5 separate regions of the Mus musculus genome follow, and regions 2, 3, 4 and 5 are each linked to region 1. A link is a contact called in public HiChIP or PLAC-seq and promoter capture Hi-C data. All regions are on one chromosome and are shown on one strand. The core of a region is the stretch at or near the end of the contact, and the rest is flanking DNA. Distances in the headings are between cores, read along the strand shown.

The links. Promoter capture Hi-C pulls out the DNA fragments that hold promoters and counts their contacts. HiChIP or PLAC-seq counts read pairs in DNA pulled down with a chosen protein or histone mark. Capture Hi-C pulls out chosen DNA fragments and counts their contacts.
Region 2: a FOXA1 HiChIP or PLAC-seq map of pancreatic cancer cells shows a contact between it and region 1. The contact joins the promoter of Snhg12 here to the promoter of Xkr8 in region 1. A contact is called at or near these places in 1 of 39 promoter capture datasets (the HPC-7 cell line) and 2 of 115 datasets of contacts at active chromatin or transcription factors (bone marrow-derived macrophages and pancreatic cancer cells).
Region 3: a promoter capture Hi-C map of cranial neural crest shows a contact between it and region 1. The contact joins the promoter of Trnau1ap here to the promoter of Xkr8 in region 1. A contact is called at or near these places in 2 of 39 promoter capture datasets (cranial neural crest and liver) and 1 of 115 datasets of contacts at active chromatin or transcription factors (bone marrow-derived macrophages).
Region 4: a promoter capture Hi-C map of pancreatic islet shows a contact between it and region 1. The contact joins the promoter of Med18 here to the promoter of Xkr8 in region 1. A contact is called at or near these places in 1 of 39 promoter capture datasets (liver), 1 of 484 Hi-C or Micro-C datasets (embryonic stem cells), 3 of 115 datasets of contacts at active chromatin or transcription factors (the SCID.adh cell line, bone marrow-derived macrophages and pancreatic cancer cells) and 1 of 9 other capture datasets (pancreatic islet).
Region 5: a promoter capture Hi-C map of neural stem cells shows a contact between it and region 1. The contact joins the promoter of Wasf2 here to the promoter of Xkr8 in region 1. A contact is called at or near these places in 1 of 39 promoter capture datasets (neural stem cells), 1 of 484 Hi-C or Micro-C datasets (embryonic stem cells) and 3 of 115 datasets of contacts at active chromatin or transcription factors (bone marrow-derived macrophages and embryonic stem cells).

What each region holds. Positions count from the first base shown.
Region 1 is chr4:132,731,233-132,733,932 of GRCm38.p6, forward strand. Xkr8 (X-linked Kx blood group related 8) reads right to left here and starts at 1,314. Exons shown (of 3, transcript NM_201368.1): 1 at 941-1,314. The coding sequence starts at 1,233. It overlaps Smpdl3b (sphingomyelin phosphodiesterase, acid-like 3B), which reads right to left. Exons shown (of 8, transcript NM_133888.2): 8 at 1,734-2,527. The coding sequence ends at 2,162.
Region 2 is chr4:132,307,268-132,309,967 of GRCm38.p6, forward strand. Snhg12 (small nucleolar RNA host gene 12) reads left to right here and starts at 1,411. Exons shown (of 5, transcript NR_029468.1): 1 at 1,411-1,640; 2 at 2,571-2,636. Snora16a (small nucleolar RNA, H/ACA box 16A) reads left to right here and starts at 2,198; the gene lies at 2,198-2,333. Snora44 (small nucleolar RNA, H/ACA box 44) reads left to right here and starts at 2,686; the gene lies at 2,686-2,700.
Region 3 is chr4:132,328,231-132,330,930 of GRCm38.p6, forward strand. Trnau1ap (tRNA selenocysteine 1 associated protein 1) reads right to left here and starts at 1,308. Exons shown (of 9, transcript NM_027925.3): 1 at 1,123-1,308; 2 at 239-336. The coding sequence starts at 1,149.
Region 4 is chr4:132,462,482-132,465,181 of GRCm38.p6, forward strand. Med18 (mediator complex subunit 18) reads right to left here and starts at 1,440. Exons shown (of 3, transcript NM_026039.3): 1 at 1,293-1,440; 2 at 384-527. The coding sequence starts at 456.
Region 5 is chr4:133,129,280-133,131,979 of GRCm38.p6, forward strand. It overlaps Wasf2 (WAS protein family, member 2), which reads left to right and starts at 1,354. Exons shown (of 9, transcript NM_153423.6): 1 at 1,354-1,449.

The sequences.
Region 1 (2,700 bases), core at 64-2,563:
TCCTCGTCCGTAAAGTGGGGCAAACTCAACTTCTACTCTTGCTGGTCAGGTACGATCCCAGGCGCATCACAACCCTGTCCTACCTACTCACAAGAGCCCCATTTCAGAGATGGGAGATGGAATTAAGAAGTAAACAGGAGGGGCCTGAGAGAGGGCTTAGCTGTTAATCGCATCCACTGCTCTTGTGGAGGACCAGAGTTTGGCTCCCAGCACCACATGAGGTGCCTCGCCTGTAACTCCAAGGGATCCAACACCTTCTTCTCTTGGGGCCTGCCTGTAATAACTCTCCTTCGCAGTCATCTGAGCTGTACTCAAGATGATACAATTGTTCAGGCAAAATGCAAACATTCAAGAGGTCCCTCCCCGCAAGCTGGAGACTATATACAGCTTTCCCAAGATCTGAGACTTCCACAAGATTCCGGATCCGGCCACCCTAGCCCAGCCTCACCCACACCATGAAGCCCTGCCTTCATCACAAGATTCTGAGCCCTTGATTTCGCTTTCTCCTATCTAACAACCCAAGGGACTAGTCACAGTTTGGGGGCGGGGGAGAGGCGGGGAAGAAAAAGTTCTCAGGCCAGCACTTGCGCCAGGGATTGTCTGTCTCACTGTCCTCACTTTAGACTGACCCTGGGTCCTTCCCAGTTGAGAAAAGCACACACCATCCACATATATTTTCCAAGAACCAGTCTATGTCTACTCCTGGCTGACTCCGGGGACACGGATGAGTCAAGCCGGACCCTCTTCAGTCCTTGACGGGGAAGCAAACGTTCGCAGAAGACAGAAATGAACAAGAAAGGTGAGGGGCATCTCTGACTCCAAGACCCTGATGTTCCCTTCCTCTGTTCCTGGCCCTGTGTTTTCATCTCCGCCCAAGGAAAGAAGACTGAACTGGTTCTGATGGCTGTCAACCCACTTTTTCAAAGGGCCGGGCACTCACCTATACAGGTAGCCGAGCTGCAGCAGGTGCAGCAGAGCCAGGAAAGGACGCGAGAGCTGCGAATGGTGCAGCTCGGTGGGATCAGCTGTCAGCCAGAGCCAGCTGAAGAGCTGCAGCAGCACCGAAGCTTGGCCCAGCAGGACCAGTACCAGCGCGGCCCACAGATAACGGCCAAGGAGCACGTACTGGACAACGGCCCACAGGTCAGCGACCAGATCCAGCAGGAAAGACAAGATACTCACCAGGCCTACGACCACGTCTAAGGCCACATGGTGGTGCACGGACAGAGGCATGATCCTCTCCAAGCAACCACACAACCGCGGACCTGCCCTCCCGCCCCGCTAGTCCGGCAGGAAGGGGGCGGGGCAGTCGTCCGGGAGGCTGGGCTGCTGGGCGGAACTTCCCCATCTCGCCCCGTCCGGGGTGGAGCGAGCCCGCGGCCCCGCCCCTACACTGGCCCCACCGCCCAGACCCCGCCCCCAGCCTGCCCTGTGCAGAGCTAGGCCTCTACTGGTTTGGATTCTGCTTTTTGTTTTGTTTTTCTTTTTTGTTTGTTTTTTGTTTTTGTTTTGCGAGACAGGGTTTCTCTGAATAGCCCTGGCTGTCCTGAAACTCACTCTGTAGACCAGGCTGGCCTCGAACTCAGAAATCCGCCTGCCTCTGCCTCCCAAGTGCTGGGATTCCACCACCCCCGGCTTGAATTCTGCTTTTGAGTCTCAAGGAAACAAGAGTGGCTATTAAGAAAGACTAGAGCCTTAGAGTTACCGGCCGCAGCTGTGATCCCTCACGGTTGCACTGTTGCAAAACCAAATCAAAAAAGTCTTTTATTTAAAAGTACTAAGGGGTTTTGCACACCACGTACGTTCCCAGTTCAGACCTTGAGCAGGGACTACATCGAAAGCACAGAATCTCCAAGGCCCATCTTCCCGTCGGCTCACTTCACTGTGGTGATCAAGTTCATGGTGGTTTGATATGTTTGTATTAAAGCGAATAATGCACCAAGACATGTACCGCAAACAAGTTTTGTGGATAAAACATGAAACTTGGAAGAAATTGTGCTTCTTAGCGCCCTCTCTGGTGAATCCAGGTGTCCCATCCCACTTTACTCTCCGCGGGGGGAGACTGATGGCAAAAGTTCATCTCTCTCCATTGGGTAACGTTGCCCAATTTTACCAGGAGAAAGATGAACCAAGTCAGTGGGTGGGCTGGCAGTGCCTACAGTCATAACACCTCCAGTACGTGCAGGCTTGGCAGCAGAGTCAGTATGAGCAGGAAACCAGGCACCAGCTTGGCACCAAGACCATGCAAGCAGGTAGCATAAGTGTTGAAAGCCACGTGTTGTATAGCACAAACGTGCTCGATGCGGCAGCTGTCCTCACAGGTCAAATGGTTGTAGCTGACCGAGTTATAGACGTAATAACGTTGCAGGATGTGAGGCTCACTGGCAATGCGGGTCAGCGCCGTGTGCATGGAGCTGACGCTGGCATCCGGCACCTGGTAGGCCTCCGTCAGGCGGTACTCCTGCTCCCACCGTGGGGTCTCTTGTACATTCGCCTGCCTCAGGTTCAAGAAGTAAGTCACCAAGTCCTGGATTAGAGGCGCAGGGTATGTCAGCAACGAGCAGTTGATTCGTTCTGCCCACAACCCAACTTCTCCCCAGGCGCTCTAAATCGATCAAACAGCCGCTGTTTGTTACCCTGAGCTTGGTTCCAATGAGGTGACTGCATCTGAACCCCCATTTTCCTGGTGAAGACATGGAG
Region 2 (2,700 bases), core at 161-2,660, 420 kb before region 1:
TGAGGCACCATGTGGTTGCTGGGAACTGAACTCAGGACCTTTGTAAGAGCAGTCAGTGCTCTTAACTGCTGAGCCATCTCTCCTGCCTGGAAACCTATTTTTTCAGGTGTATGTAGGAGCTAAGGGGAATAGCTTGGGAGCAGCATGTGGTAAGTCCAGTGACACCCTTCCTAACATTGGGGAAGGAAAGAAATTGGACCTGGAAGGATGCTTGTAATTCCAGCTACTTGAGAGGCTGAGGTCTGCCTGGACAAACTAGTGAGATGCTGTGTAAAATAAAAACAAAAAATAAAAAAAAAAAGAAAATGTTACCGGGTGTGGTGGTGCATGGCTTTAATCCCAGCACCCGGGAGGCAGAGGCAGGAGGATTTCTGAGTTTGAGGCCAGCCTGGCCTACAAAGTGAGTTCCAGGACAGCTAGAGCTCTACAGAGAAACCCTGTGTTGTAAAACCAAAACCAAACCAAAACAAAACAAAAAAAGAAAAGAAAATGTCACCTCTCTACTTTAAACTGTAGACGTGATACAACCTGCTAGCCATCCCCCCGGACCCCCGACCGTGACTTTCCTGTCATGAAGGACTGCAATCTGGAATTATAAGCCAAATAAACTATATTCCCCTATCAAAGAAAATAAAATAGAAAAAAAAAAAAAAAAGGTGGGCTGGAGAGATGGCTCAGCAGTTAAGAGCACTGGCTGCTTTTCCAAAGGTCCTGAGTTCAAATCCCAGCAACCACATGGTGGCTCATAACCACCTGTAATTGGATCTAATGCCCTCTTCTGGTGTGTCTGAAGACAGTGACAGTGTACTCATATATACATCAAATAAATAAATAAATCTTTGAAAAGAAAAGAAAAAAAGAAGAACAAAATTTTGGTTTTTTGAGACAGGGTTTCTCTGGGTAGCCCTGGCTGTCCTGGACCTCACTTTGTAGAACAGGCTGGCCTCGAACTCAGAAATCTGCCTGCCTCTGCCTCCCGAGTGTTGGGATTAAATGCGTGCGCCCCCACGCCTGGCTTCTGAGGGTCATTCTTTAAGAAGATCTGCCAGCATGCTGTTACCCTCTAGGCCATCCCGGGATGCTCCGGGGGAAAACTCCATTTTTTTTTTTCTTCTCTTTTTTTAATTTGCAAAATCTCTTTATTAAGCACATCCAAATGTGGAAAACCCTTTCTAAGATCGGTGTAATTCAAAGTCGCCCGGGAACTTAATCCATAGTGATGGCAGTTGGTCAGAGATTTGAGTTGAGCGCTCTGGCCTGGGTCGAAACCACTATCAGGGCCAGACAAGGAGCAGGAACCCGGCTTTGCTAAGAACTACATTTCCCAGAGGCGCCGTGCGTCAGGTGGATGACGCAGACTCAGTAGAGGGCGCGAGAGTATATAATCCTGGTGCAGGCCGTTCTCAGTCCTTTCTCGCTTCATCCGCGGTCCCTGTCTGTTTTCGTTATGGCGCCTTGTACTTCTACCCAACGTTGCCCGCCCCCCATCTTCCCAGCCCACCAGCTCCGTCCGCCTCTCCGGATGATTCGTGAGATACCGAGCCTGCCGGGAAGGGACCGGATTTTTCCGTCTGGTCCAAGGAAGCACGGGTTATGGCCACATGCGCAGTGATAACTCAGGGCCCCACGCCTTTTGACCCGTGAGTGTTGTAGGCTTGGGGGTGACGGGATCTGGTAAGAGCATTTGTGCCTTTACTGGATTACGTGCTTGGGTGCAGTAACCTTATTAGGATGACGCCAATGGAAGGGCCTGTGACCATTACCTCCGAGCGACCTTTTTGTGATTAACCTCGCTCCTATGTTGGGTGGAATTTGGGTCCTACCACGTGCTAGGCGATCGCTATGTCAACCATAGTATTAAAGCCTTAAAAAAAAAAAAGTCAGGATAATGGGCCCTACAGAGTTGGGCAAGGATTATACAACCTCGGCTTTCTCGCTTTCTGATTGCAAAAAGCCGCCATTTTATTCAGCTAAACCTGATGTCCACAGCGCGTTAAAAAGCGTTTGTAGGCGGTAGGGTCATTAATTTGAGACTGCTTTGGGTTATAGTCAGGAACCTATCCCAATGTCTAAAGCTTCACGTATTGAACTAGGAGCCATCGGAGCCCACAGGATTGCCTTTTCAGGCGTCTCTCTAGTAGGCAGTGGTGAGGCATGTGGCTTGTGGGTTTGAGGTCTAGCAATTGCTATCGCTGTCTGTGGCCCTTATCGAAGCTGCAGCAGCTTCTACATAGCTGCTGTGGTCAAAAAGGTGGCCCAGAGAAAGAATTTTCCTTGACGGTCGCAGTTCTGTTTCCTGTAACTGATCTGCAACATTGTGGAAAATGACAGCTTCACCTTACTATTTCTCTGGAGTATGTAGCAATCTTTAGGCTTTTATTCCTGGGGGGGGTGGGAGGGGATAGGAGGTAGACCGGTGAGTGAGCTCAATCTGATTTACAATTCAGGCCTGTATTGATCATCTATTGGTAAATAAACAATGCCTTGGTCACTGTCACAGTCCCTATAAGGTAATGACTGGGAATATGGAACAAGATTATTGTGGCTAATTCTGTTGCCATTCATCTTAGCTGTTGATGAAGATTGTGAGGAGGGAGACCAGAAGATAATGGACAACGATACAGCAGAAGGGTCTGGTAAGCTCCGTTTAGTTGCACTACCCGGGGAGACCTGAGGCATGTTTCCAAGGGCTGTGGCTGC
Region 3 (2,700 bases), core at 58-2,557, 400 kb before region 1:
GCAAAGATCACACAACAGTTTTCAAAAATAGGTTCCAGCATCCTGCCCTGAATCACTGGGATACTCAACACCTGAAATACTCAACGCTTCTGCTCTGTAAGCCACCCTCTGTGGTTCTTTCACTACTGCTAGGGATGGCGAGAAGCTCTTACTCCCGCCATATTTATTCCCTTGAATAACAGTGGCAGCAGGCTCTATTAATCGAGAACTGAACGGAAAGATGAAAAGGGAGGTGTACCCAGTGAGGCGGTTTCGGATAATTTTGACGCTCATCACGGTCTCCCCCATGGTGGCAAAGGCTCTAGAGATGAAGTTCTCATCCATGTAGGGTTCCAGCTGCATAAAAACCAGAGCAGAGAGGAGAGGCTCAGGCCCATGACCCGGAGCCCTGTAAGGGGTGGAGCCCCTCCCACTCTGTCCAGGACCCCCCTCTACAGCACTAGAGAGCCAAGCTTCCTACCACGCAATGGGGAACGGTCCCAACCAACTCCTTTACTTCAAATCGCTCCCCTTGCTGGGAGGCGTGGCACACACCGTTAATCCCAGCACTAGGGAGGCAATGGTAGGTGGAGTCTGTGAGTCTACATAACGAGTTCCAGGACAGACAGAACTATGTGAAGGACCCCATCTCAAAAACAACAAAAGAAAAAACAAAAACAAATAAAATAGCTCCCCTTTATAGAACTCCCTGTGCTTCCAGTCCTAATAACAATTCTTGGGGTTCCTCCCACTCCATCCGCCCAAATCATCCCACTCCAAATCTTTCCAAACTGGAAAGGGGGATTCCAGACCCTCTACCCCATAGAGTCAGCATCTGAGGAATCTTCATTCTGATGCCCAGACTCCACTTTCAAAGACTGGGTGAATAGGTCTCGCTACGAAGCCCAAGCTGGCCTAGAACTCACTATGGAGTCTCGAACTGGTGACGATCTTCCTGCCTCGCCAAGTGCAGGGAGTAAGGCATTGGCCACCACACCCCATCTAGCTTCCCGCTGTCACCAAAACCCTTCCTGTTCACGGCCACCCTTCTGGGATCCGAAGGCCCTCTGCTCTCAGGCCCTTCCTCCCCCTACGACTCGAGACCCTCTTGTTCCCCTCAGAGCAGGGGCGACCCTGACTCACGTCTCCCATCCATAGGCTGGCCGCCATCCCGCACCCGGGCGGGGACCCTGAGGGCCTGTGGCGCGCAACCGCGCCAGTCTGCGCGACCCGGCCCGCCCGGAGCCTAAGCCTGCAGCACCTCCTGCGCACACGCTGCCTCGGCGGCCAGAGCGATCCGGGTTTTCCTCCGACCTGTCCGCCGCTTCCGGCCCCCCCAGGGGGCGTTGCTTCTACGGGCTAGGGAGTGGCTCCACGGGATAGGGGCGTGGCCTCGGCTGGGGCACAGTAGGCCTAGCTGGCACCGGCTCTGAAGAGGGTCTCTGTGGGCGGACTGCCCCGCTCTTTAATAAAACCGCGCAAATGCGTCTATAATTATTGAGTTAAGGTTTGCTCTCTGTAGGGAATACCAAGCATAAGAACGGAAGGACAGCTAGTGACCGAAACCCCTCTGGGAGCGCGGAGGATAAGCTTCCGAGGGACTGTGGAGGAGCCGCGGCCGCACAGTGGTCCTCTTGCCCTGCATCCCAGCGAGGACTTTTTGGAAGATGTAGTGGGATTCTTCATTTTCTTAAAGCCCTGAGGTGGAGAGAACTAAAGGACGGTTCTTGATGGTACACTCAAAGTCCATCGTTTTGTGTGTAGTTGGGGGTGGGGAGAGTCGGCGTCGGCATGGTCTCTGTAATCCTTGTTGACCTGTTTAAGTCTGTCTCTAGTCAGAGATCTACTTGCTTCTGCCTGTTTGTTTAATGAACGCCAGTCTTCTCAAAGCATTCCTTCCTTAACGGCTGAGCTTTGGCTCCAGCCCCACACTTTTTTTTTTTTTTTTTTTTTTTTGCCTTGAGACAAGTTTTCATGTTGGTCCCTGGTACAAGCTATATAATCTAGGCTGGCTGTAAACTCTTGGCAATCTTGCTTCAGCTTCCTAAGTGCTAGTTTTACAAGTGAAGGACACCAACCCTGGCTCCTTCCCCGTTTATTATTCTAATCCAATTCACCAAGACTTTACCACAAAGCACAGACGGACCTTTACAGAACCCTCAGTAAACTTGGTTTTTGAGAGCTCCTAAGGTGGTTGTATCCATGCTTCAACATCCAGTTGGTAGCCAACTTAGCAGAGTGGGAAGGTCCTGTGCGTTCAGATTGGTTCTGACAACCAAGTTCATCCTAAGTCCTTTAACTTAGAAAGTTCCCCAAGCCAAGAACTCAAGTCTGAAAACCAGAGGCCAACTATGAGTATAAATTTCCTGTTCCCTTCTGTTACTGTATGAATGATGCTAAGGCACTGGTGAGATGGCTCAGCAGGTAAAAGTGCATTGCACTGAACCTGACAAACACACATGTACACACAAATGTAAAAAAAAAAAAAAAAAGTTTTTCAGAGACTACAGAATGCTTTGGGTCCCATGGGATTGGAGTTAGTATCGTTGTGTAGCACCATGTGGGTGCTGAGAATTGAACCTGGGTCCTCTCCAAGTGCAACTAGTGCTATTAATCAGATCAGAGCCATCTCTCCACCCTGCAGGGAAGGCTACAACTCAAAAGAAGCCTCTGAAACGGACCAATCAGGACCCCTACCCCCCACCCCCCAGAGTAAGCAAT
Region 4 (2,700 bases), core at 190-2,689, 270 kb before region 1:
GGAGACAGAGCAGATGGACCTCTGAATTCTGAGTTCGAGGCCAGCCTGGTCTATAGACAGCGAGAACTATACGGAGACAAACAAAAATAGAGGAAAGAAAGAAAGAAAGAAAGAAAGAGCAAGGGAGGGAGGGAGAGAGAGAGGGAGAGAGGGAGAGAGAGAGAGAGAACAGACAATAGGACAATAGTGGTAAATATCTATAATCCCAGGCCCCTGCAGCCAGAAGGGTCTACAGAGTGAGTTTCTGGCCATTGAGCCATCTTCCCACCCACCCTCTTTTAAACACAGTTACAGGAACCCTACAGTTGCCTATAAGTCATCTCAACTTGCTCTAGCCAGAAAAAACTGAAAACTTGGTAACACAAGCTCCTTGGCTGACTTACCCTGCAGGAGGTACTCCATCATGTTAATGGTGCCCCCAGTGACGGGCATCATGGTGACTGGAGGCGCCTCCATGATGCCTCTAATTAGGTTCAAGACAACAGAACTGCAAACAGATCTTCCAACCGGAGAAGCACAGGATCCACCTGGAAAAGTCACACTTGTCCATACCCTGTTTGCTGCGGCAGTGGCCTTGAAACCAAAGCTCATTCAGTCTTAACTTTGCACATCTGCTTATACAGCCGGTTCCAAGAACGGGTGACTCGGGAATAAGAGGGGTTCTAGCTCCGGAGATACGGAATAGCCATCTAGTATCAAGTTCTGAACCTTATAAACGTTTTTCTATGTAATCTCGAGGCAGCTATGTAACCTCTTGTTCCGAAACCTACTGTCTCGTTTAAAATAAGACCAAGGGTGTTTAACCCCACAGCCCTCGTCTCCCCCACCCACTACCTGGCTCGAAAGAAACCGACATTCATATTCAAAAATGGTAACTACACTGGGCTACACTGAGAGGCCTCGTTTCCAAACATAAAGAAATAAAAACCGGCTGTGTTGGGGGGAACATCTGTAATCTCAATACTTGGGGACAGAGTTAGAAGGACGGCTGCAGCTTCGGGCTAGACTGGTCTATATAGCAAATCCCGGCCAATTAGGGCATCACAGTGAGACTGTCTCAAAGAAAAAACAAAAGAAAAGATCCGAGGGAGACCTAAGGACCTTGTCCACCCTTCACTCTATGCGGAGGCCATGCAGACTCAGGGAAAGGCCCCAGGGCACACGAGCGATGTAACTAGAACTGGTTCTGCCTTTATGAGAACGCCTCTGCAAATGAGCCAGGCGGGAAATATGAAGTTAGAGTGACTGTCCCGGTCCTCCCACGCGGGCAGCCGGGACACGTGTGCACTTACACTAGCAACACGTCTCCGTCCGCGCTACAGATCCTTGTAAAGCTGGAATTAAATCCACGCGTGCACACCCGCAATCCGCACCCCCAAATGCCGCCAGCGCAGAGCCAGAGAAACCGCCAAACTCTCCCTTCAGCACTTCCGGTAGGAAGCTGAGGGACAGGAAACTTCTCCGCTACCGCCCCGAAAAGTAAGGGTGCCGAGAGGGCAAGGAACGCGCCCGCCTTCTGGCACCGGTGTGCAAGAGCGCACGCGCAAGGTTCGGGGCTGCTGTTGCTTTGGGGTCCTAGTCTAGAGTGGTACCGTGGAAGGTGACTGTCATAGGACAGCTCTAGGATACGTTTTTTTTTTTTTTTTTTTTTTTTTCAGCTTCGACGACCTGGATGTTTTGATCAGATCTCATAAAGCCGATTGGATACCATATTTAAATTTTGAACTCAGCCACTGGGGGGAGCGAGGAAGGAGAGTCACATTGAAAAAGAAGGGAGGCGGAGGTGGCGGGGCTGGCAGTGAAAGAGATGTAAAATGAATAAGTTAAAAATTAAATTAAAGAAAAAGAAAAGGAAGGGGTATGTTGTAAATCGGAAACGCTAACCACAGCGTTGTGTATTTATATATAGACCTCAGCAGGAACAATATTTTGTGTGCTTTCAAGGGTCTGGAGAAACAGCTCAGTGCTAGAGCCTTGTCTGACATGTGCAAGGCCATAAGTTTAATACAAAACAACAGCAAACTTGTTCAATTTACAGTGCATACCATAACTTTAAATACATGGGACCAGGCACAGTTCAAATCTGAGAACCTTGGGAAGCTGTGGTAAGGATCTCTCCAGCAGAGCCATTCAACGCTTAAACAATATTGTGAGGTTTTTAATAAATAAATAAATAAATAAATAAATAAATAAGTTAATTAATAAGGGCTAGAGAGATGGCTGAGCAGTTAATAGCCCCTGCTGCTCTCTCAGAGGTCCCAAACTCCCACATAGTGGCTAACAACCATTTATAATTTCCTTTCCAGGGGCTCTATTACCTTGTCTGACTACATCAGTCACTGCATCCGTGTGGTAGACATGCATACACACTTGCAAAAACACTCATAACACAAAATATAAATAAATAACTAGGGGCTGGGAAGATGGCTAAGCAGTTTAGAGCACTTGCTGTTATTCAGAGGACCTGGGTTCAGCCCTAACACCCATATCATGTGACTCACAACCACCTGCCACTCTAGTTCCAAGGGATCTGACACCCTCATCTGGCATCCATGCTAAAGGACATACATGGTACACATATATCTAGGCACACATATACATTAGATAGATAGATAGATAGATAGATAGATAGATAGATAGATAAGGATTTTAAATTCAACAAGTACTTATTGAACTCTGTACATATGCCAAACACATAAG
Region 5 (2,700 bases), core at 104-2,603, 400 kb after region 1:
CTGAGTTCTGTGGTCATTTCCAACTAGCTGGGTGGCTGCGGGAAAACTGTATCAAGTATTCAGGGTGTTGTATGTGTGCGTGTATGTTGTATGTGAGGATGGACCAGTGCAGGCCAGAGAATCACCTCAGGTGCTGTTCTTCAGGCAACTTTTACCTTGGTTTTAGTAACTGGCTCTCTCATTGGCCCAGTCTGGAGGAGCAGGCTAGGCTAGGCTGGGCCTGTGAGCTAGAGCTCTGCCTGTCTCTGCCTCCCCAGCGCTGCGAAGTCAGTATCATCGGGCCTGTTAGGCTTTGTTTGGAATCTGAGTTCTCAAACGCAGGTCCTCATTCTTTCAAAGCAGCACTTTACTGACTGAGCCGTGTCGTGTCGTGACCTCCACCCCACCGCCCTCACACCGTGCACCCTTTTTGAAAGGAAGCAAAGAGGGAGGCAGACGTGGCGGTAACAAAGCCTGCCTAAGATCCATTCTTCCACAAGAGGCCAATACCTGCTCTACAGAGATGCTCTAGTATACTAAATGTGCTAAGCCGGACTCGTCACGTTGTCACCCAGCCGCAGCATTTTGTATTCTATAAGTCACTTGGGAGTGTATTCTCAAACTGCCCACCTTCATGGACTGGGACGTGCCAGGGCCTACTGCATCTATTTTGTAGAACAAAGTGAGAACTAGGTAGGCAGCAGTTGTCCGAAGTTGCAGAGTGAAGTGACAGGTGTTTGGCTCACCTGACAGTGGCCTCTCAGAACTAGCTCCCAATCTCAGGATGCCAGCTTCACCCGAATACCTATCCTTTGGGGTGAGCTGAAGCCTATGACTCACTCGCCCCCACCCGACTTTCGGTCCCGCTTGGGACAAGGCGTGAAGGGACAGAACGATCTGCCACTTGAGGGGTGTCTACAGAAAGTTCATAGGCTCGGCCTGTTCTTTACACAAAAAACAGGCTGGCTCTCTGGACTCTAATAAAAATAAATCGTGTTTCAATACATGTTAGCCGAGGTCTTTCCCTGTCTTAGCAGATATTTTTGTACTTAAACTTGGGCGTCGATGTACCTTTAGTCCCATCTCCACTTCACTTGGTTTGTCCTCGCCTCTGTTTACTCCGATTGCGGAAGTCGCTCGGGTGGAGTTCCCGGGACACTACCTTTGAATACGTCTTTTGCGTACTTATTTAATTGGCATTGGATTCAGACCAATGGGATAGCTGGGGGCTCCGGGCGGGTGGGGCAGGGAGCCAATCAGAACGGTTGGCGGGGTGTGGCTGCGTCCCGGGGCGGGGAAATCGCGTAATGGCGGACTCAGGCCGGTGGAGTGCGGCTGGGGGCGTAGCGCGCTGAGGGGGGCGTCCGGCTGAGTAGCAGCCCGCGAAGCAGTAGGCTGGAGCGTTCTCCGTGGGGACGCGGACCGGCTGCCCAGCCCTTCATGTCGCTGAGGGCGACTGCGCGAGGTCAGGTGAGCAACAAGTCCCCCTGGGCGCGCCCGGCTGTGAGAGGCGAGCGCCGGCCCGGCCACCCCTGCAAGGGTCCGGTGGCACCGGGTGTCTGCTCTGACGGTCGCTGGTGCGGCTCGTGTGTTGTCAGCGCCGTGGCGACACCTCAGGGGTGGTGGTGACCCAGAGTGCCCTTCGGAGACTAGGGAGGGTCGGCGAAAGTGGCCCTACCACCAACCCACTGTGTGTTCTTGAGCAAGTCACTTCCGTCTTCGGGCCTCAGTTTACCATTTGTAAATAGACTTCACCGAAGCCTGTGAATTGGGTCTCAGCAACTCCCCGAGCTCCTGGACAAGTTCATCTCCAGGCTGAGCCTCAGTTTCCATATTTGGACCATAAAGTAATTGAGGTGCTCTTTGGGGACCCTGGCTGCTAGGCTGGGGGTAGGGACATTGTGGAGGAGTGTGTGAGCACGCGCACATGTGCACAGAATGAGCCCTACAGAAAGGAGCCTTGGCTTACGGGCCACTGGTACCAATGCATGGGTGCTACCCAGATCGTGACAGGGAAGGGCTAAGTCCTGTGGTCCTTTGAGATGAGGAAATGTTCATAGATTCAGAGATCAGGGGTTACCCTTGGCGTTTAAGCCCAGCACTGAAGAGGAAGAAAGCCAAGGAAAATGTTAATGGTTGTCCTACTATGTGCCAAACCTTAGGTATAAGTGCTTGTTTAGTTTTTCCAGCTGTCCTTGTAAGTTTACTGGTGAGGAAGTCAAGTAGGTTTCAGAGAAGTAACTTGCTCAGGGTGACACCGGAACGTGTGGCACTTACCAAAGTGAGGGTGTTTCCTCTGGGAAGCACCGGGCGCGCAGGGATAAGTTAGTGTTCTCTTACAAAGTTTGCTTTGTCATAAATGGAGGGAGGGGTCTAGCCTGGAGAGTTGATTTCACTTTTGGTGTGGAGACAGGCTAGGTCTTAAGCTCAGGATTATTAATTATAAGCCCATCTCCTTTTCTTGCTTTGTGACTAAGGAAGGGCCATTTCTGAGTGTTAAAAATCACTTCGAAGTGTGTCAGGACAGCAGAGGATTCCGTTTGAGTCCCAGGCAGGTGTCACCAATATTTGTTGTATAGAGACATGAGTTTTGACTCCAGGTGGTGTCATCAGAGTGTCTTTCTCTCCTCTGTACAAAGGCTACATTTTATTGGGAGGGAGAATTTATCCATCTGTTGTATAATTTCTTTGGGTTCCTTGGGGCTAAAGTTTCAATGGCCT